2 separate regions of the Rattus norvegicus genome follow, and region 2 is linked to region 1. The links are chromatin contacts, called in public Hi-C maps. All regions are on one chromosome and are shown on one strand. Each heading gives the region's core, a stretch centred on a gene start, on an enhancer-like site or on the middle of the called end of the contact. The rest is flanking DNA. Distances are from core to core; before and after follow the strand shown. Region 1 overlaps Pebp4 (phosphatidylethanolamine binding protein 4). Region 2 holds the start of Egr3 (early growth response 3).

What was found. A called contact is a pair of places that touch in the nucleus more often than the background predicts.
Region 2: a Hi-C map of prefrontal cortex shows a contact between it and region 1, with 1.9 times the contacts expected there. The contact joins the promoter of Egr3 here to the enhancer-like site in region 1. A contact is called at or near these places in 3 of 12 Hi-C or Micro-C datasets (frontal cortex, hepatocytes and prefrontal cortex).

What each region holds. Positions count from the first base shown.
Region 1 is chr15:51,477,927-51,481,602 of GRCr8, forward strand. The region is part of intron 3 of Pebp4 (phosphatidylethanolamine binding protein 4); the gene reads left to right. Among named protein-coding and RNA genes, the nearest start is that of Egr3, 81 kb to the right of the region's middle. Within about 2 kb of position 2,030, at least 37 of the 93 cell types and tissues checked have an H3K27ac peak or open chromatin away from gene starts, as enhancers often do. A contact at or near this core is called in prefrontal cortex, where this site is marked.
Region 2 is chr15:51,558,522-51,562,197 of GRCr8, forward strand. Egr3 (early growth response 3) reads left to right here and starts at 1,961. Exons shown (of 2, transcript NM_017086.2): 1 at 1,961-2,242; 2 at 3,536-3,676. The coding sequence starts at 2,089.

The DNA of each region.
Region 1 (3,676 bases), core at 780-3,279:
AAACCTATCAGAGGGGCAGCGACATGAAACAACAAGAAAAATAGATTTATGTGCCTGCTTATTCTCAAGAAAGGACTGGGAATCAACAAAATATAAAAAGGAAATGAAATGAGATTTGGGCCTGAGAATCCAGCTGCCCCAAAATTCCAGAGCAGCAGGAGTCCAGCTGACTTGGCCTCCCCCAGTGGTGTATGTGTGGTGGCGGGGGGGGGGGGGGGGGGGGGCTTTTCAGTAGAGAAGCTGAATGTGCCCCTAGGTGAAGCTGGTGTCTACCACGACCTCCTGACAGAGGCTGGACCTGAGATAGCTGACATCTCTTGGGACTCTGGCTGCCACAGGCCCTTCCCACAATTATGACAGAGGCAAGACTGGGAGATCTAGAAGACTGGCTACTAAGATGTCACTGTGGACACTAAGCTCCAGATGTGTGCAGATGCAGATTTCCTTCCTATGATACCCTGGAGCATTGCTGCTTCTGAAACTGGGCCAATCTCTAGAGAACCTTCTAGAGAATTAGCATTCCTAGTAGGAAACTAGTGGTGGCTTCTCCTTAGAGCAGTGGTTCTCAACCTTTGGGAATTCAATAACCCTCTCACAGGGGTCGCCTAAGACCATCAGAAAACACAGATGCTTACATTACAATTCAAATCAACAAAATGATTTATGGTTTGGGGTCACCACAACATGAGGGACTATTAAGGAGGTCACAGCATTACAATGATTGAACCATGGTCCTAGAGAAATACACATTCAAACATACTCAAAGGTGTAGAATTTTCTAATTCTTGCTCATCTGCCAACCTTTTGAAATCTGTTCACAGTTGGTTCATATGAATTCTCAATACCTTTCCCCTAATTAACATCCCTCTGAGAGTGAGTGAGACTTTCCACATGTGGTCCACAGGCCCTGTGTGAAGACGGCTGTTTTCGAGCACTCTCTGATGGATAACTTGGACAGTTTCACACTGCTAGAGGGTGAGGTCTAGATCTAATAGTTTTTAAGGATGTAGACAACACTTAGCACAGAGTAGGCATTCCCCAAATGTGTGCTTGTGTGCTGAATGAAGGAGCAAAAAAAAGGATTCTATGCATTCTGCAATACCTACTACTTTGTTGCATAGTTGGTACAACTGCCCTTGATTCATAACCCCAAGCGCCTTGTGTCAATCATTACAGCATTAAAGGGGTCCATGAGATGGCTCAGTGGGTAAAAGTGTTTGTCAATATACCCAGTGAACAAAGATTGGGACCCAGGTGATAGGAAAGAACCAACTCCCACACGTTGTCCTCTGACCCCGACATGTAACATGCATGAGCTTGCAGGTACACACACACACACACACACACAGCAAGAGACAGCAGTGGAGACAGAGAGATAGTGCCTCTCTGTCTCACCTTTTATAAGGAAGTGGGGGAGGCACACAAGTTCAGGCCTTCTGAATTCTCTGTCCTGTGTTTCTTACCTCAAGAGAGACCTACTGCCACCCTAAGTACCTCAAATCTAATTTTCCCAAGCCACTGTGCACTGTTGTATAACCAAGACTGCCACAAACAGTTTCAAGAGACCCATAGAGTAGGAAGGAAGTAGACCACACTCCACATCCTTCCCCTATACCGAGAGGAAAGGAACCAAGATGCCAGGCCCTTCACCTAGATATAGCAGCAGAATGGCCTCTACAGTCCTCAAGTGCCCTGGGTGGGCCTTGCTGAGAAAATCCCAGCTTTGTCGCTTCACTGGGATTCTTGGCTTGCTTTCTCTCCCCAAGAGAAGGATGAGAGCCAACCAAATCCAAAGGCCCATATGGGCATCTCCAGACATGGGCTAGGGGCTGGGGGCCTAAGCCAGAGGGTCCAGAATGAGGTCCGAGGTTGGGTATCAGAGTTTGTCTCCCCAGATGTCTCTGGCAGCTGGGCCACCTGACATGCCAACTGAGGCAGGAGTGGCTGTGTGGGCGGCCTGGGTACAGGGGGAGGGAACTCCTACCCCCGCCCAGGCCTTGGAGCATTTGAAAGGCAAATGTGCTGGGTTGCCTAGGGAACAGGAGAAAAGGGACTTCCCTAGCACCGGTGACTAGTAAGGGATGGAGACGGGGAGCTGTGATGCTGAGAAAATTGTTTCCAAAAAAAAGTAAAAAAGCAGTGACTAAGCAGGCCTGGTTATGTAAAGCGATCCCTGAGGAAGTGTGGGGAAAAGCCTGGGACCCACCCCCGTGTCCCTCCTCCCCACTCCCAGCCCCGTGCCTGGGAGTTTCCACCAGCCCCAGCCCCCTCCTATTCTCCCGGAACTCCCAACTCCTCCACAGGACTGACAAGAGAGGCCGCCTACCTGCCAGGGCAACATGTCGTTGTTGTGGTGGGCTAGGCAAAGAACAGAAGAGGGATTGTCACACCCCTCCCCTGTGTGTCCCCCTCCCCCAAGTGATAGTTCAGGGAACACCATTCCACACAGCACCCAAGATCAGGCCAACAGGAACAAGGGGTATTTAGTTACCATTCCAGGGTCAAGGGCTGTCCGCTCAGAAGACAGAAATACAGATTTGAACCCCAGCAAATCTGCTTGCTAACTGTGAGGCTTTGCGTGGGCGGGGGGGGAGGGGCTAGTTCTCAGAAACGGTCTGTTCCTTTACCTGGGGATATAGGTAGATGACCACCCCATGCGGCTTTTAGGGCAGCTCACTAAGAGGTCTTTAGGTCAGCATGCCATAAGAGGGGTGCTTGCTCCACGCCAGTGTCAGAATCACAGGGAGTGTGAATCGTGCTTGGAACCTGAGAGGTGTACTTGACACTTTAGCATCCATTCTTGTTTTTCTAGCTGAAGGTTCCCAACCACTGAGTAGACATACAGCGGGGTAGACCCTTGCCTTCAGGCCCAGTCATACCCACCCCTGAGGAGCTGCCTCACTTCTCAAAGGGATCCTCTCAAGAGGAGACTTGTGAGACCTTAAAAGGCTGGTTGAATGTTGGTAGGACCCCCAAAACCCTCACCTAGGGTTCGACAGGATCACAAGTACCCCTGTTCCCCATTCTATATATTTTGACATCTTATGAAGTCAGACTTCTCAGGACAAGAAGATTTTTGTTTAAGATTTATTTTATTTTTAATCATGTGTATGTGGGGGGCGGGGGCGGGGGGAATCTGTCTCTATGAATGCAGATGTCCCAGGATGCTGGAGCTATCAGATCCTTGGTCCTAGAGTTACTGCCAGTTTGTAAGCTGTCTGATGTAGGTGCTGGAAATCAAACTCTGGTCCTCTGGAAGAGCCTGGAGCCATCTCCCTGGCCTTGGTACACACACACACACACACACACACACACACACACAGAGAGAGAGAGACAGACAGACAGACAGACAGACAGACAGACAGACAGACACAGACACAGACACAGAGAGAGACAGAGAGCGCTGTAACTCTAGGACCAAGAGATCCAATAACTCTACCATCCGGGGACATCTAGCCCTGTGCAGTGCCCAGCAGAGTTCTGTAAGAGCTCATCTTATATGTGTCTCCTGTGGGCTAGTTTAAGCTTTGGTCCCTCTCATGTGCCATCCTTAGGGAGGGGAAGTAACTAGCAACTTTTCATTTCAAGGGACAAGTGCAGGAAGGAAATTATCAGGAAGGTTTGGAGAGCTACCACCTCCCATTTTCTGAGTCCTCTGCTGCTTTTTAAAGTTCTG
Region 2 (3,676 bases), core at 711-3,210, 81 kb after region 1:
AGAACTGGAGGAGATCCGGGGGAGTCTGGCCCTTCCTACCCAATGTTCTCCTCCAAACTGAGGGGAGGGAAGAGGGAGTAGGGTTGTCATCCACCCCCATCACAATGCACAGCTCAGGAGTTCCTCCCACGCGTCCCCGGGCCCCGCATGGACCTCCCACGGCGTGAGGCCCCGGGATCCTCTCTTCCTCCTTGTCAACACTCCCACTCCCCTTGAGGGATGCAAGTTCCCCCAACCCTGACTCTCCAGCGGGGGATGCGGGATTCACCGCGCCCACGCCGCCACTGAGGAGGGAATCCTCCCCCGCCAACCCGGTGTGATTTGGGGTCGCGCCTCCGTGCTCCCCCCCCCCTCTTCCCCCTCGCTCTCAGCCAGGCTGCGCGCTTCAGGAGCAGGCCTCAGGGAACACATCACCCACCCCCGGGATCCGCTGTTGAGGTGACAGCACCCTGGGTCGGCACAGGGGGCCGCCCTTGGCTGCAAGACACCCTCAGGCAGCAATGAGGACAACCCAGAGGGAGACAGAGAGAGTAAAGACTAAGGGAGACCGCCGTGGCGGCTAGAAACTGTGGGTTTCGCATCTTCCTGCTGTAACTCAGCCACAAGCCCTTCGCCGGCCGCAGTAGATAGCGACTGTGCCCCGGCCTGCTGGGCCCTCCTGCCATCCTGTGGCCAAAGGGGTTTGCTTTAGAACCGTTAGGGAATTTATCTGGTAATTAGTTGGTGCACGTGTTTTCTGTCCCCCTAAACTTCACTCTTTCCTAATCTCCACCAAAAACTCATGCCCTCGTCCCTAGAAGTGTGGAGCTTCTGCCCACTGCGAAACTAGCTAGTCGGCTACACATTACTCCGCCACTGCGTTCAACTGAGAGTCAGTGCAGGGTCAGGAGCCCCAAGGGAGGGGCCGGGTCTGTGGGCGGTGAATCGGAATGAAGTCGGCTCGAAAAGTTCTAGCTGTCCAAGACTAAGGAGCCTTGGGACATTGGAACCCCTTCTCCAAAGGGAAGTATTCCCTCTCTCCATGAGTCCAATCAAGATAGGATGCTGAATGAAGGGCAGGAGTTATATGCGGGAACCTGGGTTGAAGCGGTCATCTCCCCCTTTCCCAACAATTCCCAGACTGCTAAGGAACCTGTCCCTAGTGTACTGAACTCTTTTTCCTGCTGGAGTGCTGGAGGCCAATTGCAAACAACTCCACCCCTCCAGCCGCTAAATTCTGTCTCTAATGCAGCCCTCAAATAAAAACCTACAGGTTTAGTTACTGCGCATCGCGTGCTTTGCTTTCGGCTTCGTCCCTCTTTTCTTTTCTCCTCTCGCTTTCCTTCTTTCTAATCTTCTAATTGACTTTTTTTTTTTCATAAAGAACGGCGAGCGGTGCGGGCGCTGCACGTTGGCTGCGGCCCGCTTCCTGCTTTCTAATGTTCCATTGTGAGGAGCTTCCATTGTGACGTCGCGCCCCTTCGGCTGGGCTTTGTCTGTCCATATATGGGCAGCTACGTCACGGAGCTTTCCCGGGGCTCAGATAAATAGACTGGTGGAGTTCCCTGGCTGGGAGCTTTTGGGCAGCAGTGAGCTAGCTAGGAAGCAGCGGGGCTGGTTGGTGGTGGTGGCAGCAGCGGCAGCAGCAGCAGCAGCAGAGGAGGTGGCGGCGGCAGCGGCGGCGGCGGCGGCGGCTGTGGCAGATCGGGGGGGCGGGGGGGTCGGCGGGCGCGTGTCTGTGAGATCAATACTGAAGCCGCGTCTGACCCCCTGGAGCCTAGATCCCCCCCAGCCCAGCCCCCATCCCACTCCCCGCACACGCCCCACCCCACCCCCACGACCCAGCGTCGCACGGCACCAGCTGAGGCACCCGAGAGGATTACCCTCTCTGCCCCTCTCCCACCCACCTCCCCAAAAAAGAATAGATCCCCTCCCCTGACCCACCCCTTCCCCTTTTCACTCCCCCCTCCCCCCGAACTTTCCCTCTCGCATGCTTTTCCCCTGCACCACGGATCGCCTCTCGGATGCCGCTAGCCTGGAAGCTGCGTTAGGAACAGGCGGCGGCGGTGGCGGCGGCGGCGGCGGTGGCGGCTGTAGCTCGGGAGTGCTATGACCGGCAAACTCGCCGAGAAGCTGCCGGTGACCATGAGCAGTTTGCTAAATCAATTGCCTGACAATCTGTACCCCGAGGAGATCCCCAGCGCGCTCAACCTCTTCTCCGGCAGCAGTGACTCGGTAGCCCATTACACTCAGATGGCTACAGGTAAGGGTGGCCGTGAGGCGGCGAGGCAGCGAGAAAGGAAAGGGGGAGGACGAGGAGGAGGGAGAGAGCTAGCGATGTATGCATAGATCGATGGATGCAGAAATGGATGGATGGAGAGACGGATGGAAAGATGGGGGGCGCGCTGGGAATTTTCTGGGGGGCGAGTTGCTTTTCCCACCCACTCCTCCCGCCCTCCGAGATCGGGAAGGCTTGGTTGGAGACGCCACGGTTGAGGCTTTGGTTCTCCCGGGTGGGGGCAGCCGCCGACCGGAGGGAGGTAGGTGCGAGCAGCTCTGGGGTTCTCCCTCCCCACGCAGGGGGCCGGATCGCTGGGCTGCGCTCTAGGCGTGGTACTGTAGCCCCCTTTCTCGGGAGGAGCCTAGCGTCTTTTTCACCCGCGCTCTCCCCCCTTACTCCCTCAGCCTCCCACCCGGGATGGAGCCATGTGCGGCGTGGAGTCCCCACGGTGGGAGAGGTACTGCGACGCTGCCTTTCCGGGGCGTTCAGCAAAGCCATTGGGGGTGTGGGTACGGCGGGGAGAGGGAGGGGGCTCACCCACGGGGCGGGGGAAAGGGTTTGCCACCGGGGGCGATCCTGGGACCCGGGAGCTTGGGAAGGTGGCCGCTCCCGCCGTGGAGACATCGGCCAGTTTTCCGCCGCTCTCCACTCTCCTTAGCTGGGTTTAGGCTTTTCTCCTCCAGCCCGAGCAGAAAGCTCCTTCAGGCCGGGAGGAGACTAGGGCCGGGAGAGGCTCCCTTTACGGGCGGCACCCTTCTGCGCTCCGAGGACAAAAGCGTCGAAGCTCTTTGGGTCGGCCACCCGGGCTCAGCGCGCGTAGGGGGACATCTCTTGGGGCATGAAGGCGCGGCGTCTTGGAGTAGACAGGGCCCGGGGAAGAGGTCGAGTTGTGTGTGCTGGAGAGCAAGAGCCGGGCGCGCTCCGGGTCTGAAACTACCTGTAGCTGCAGCTACCTGTCCGCCCCACCTCGGGAAGAACAACAATGCTCTCTCGCGCGCGTGCGTGTATGTGTGTGGTACGTGAGTGTGTGCGCGGCGTGTGCGGTGTGTGTGCCGGAGCCACTCCACACCCCGATCCGTAGTATTTTGCTGTATCCAGGTTGCGCCAGGGAGCGCGGCACCGCCCGCTTTGCGCCGGGTTCAGCGTTCCTCTTACCCCACGCGCTGCGCACTCCAGCCGGCCGCACCCTCTACTCCTGGGCAAGGACCTGGGCGCCGCGGCCCGGAGCCGGCTCCGCTTCACTCACCCCTCCCCTCTCTCCCCCGCTCTCCGCAGAGAATGTGATGGACATCGGTCTGACCAACGAGAAGCCCAATCCGGAACTCTCTTATTCGGGCTCTTTCCAGCCAGCCCCAGGCAACAAGACCGTGACCTACTTGGGAAAGTTCGCTTTCGACTCTCCTTCCAACTGGTGCC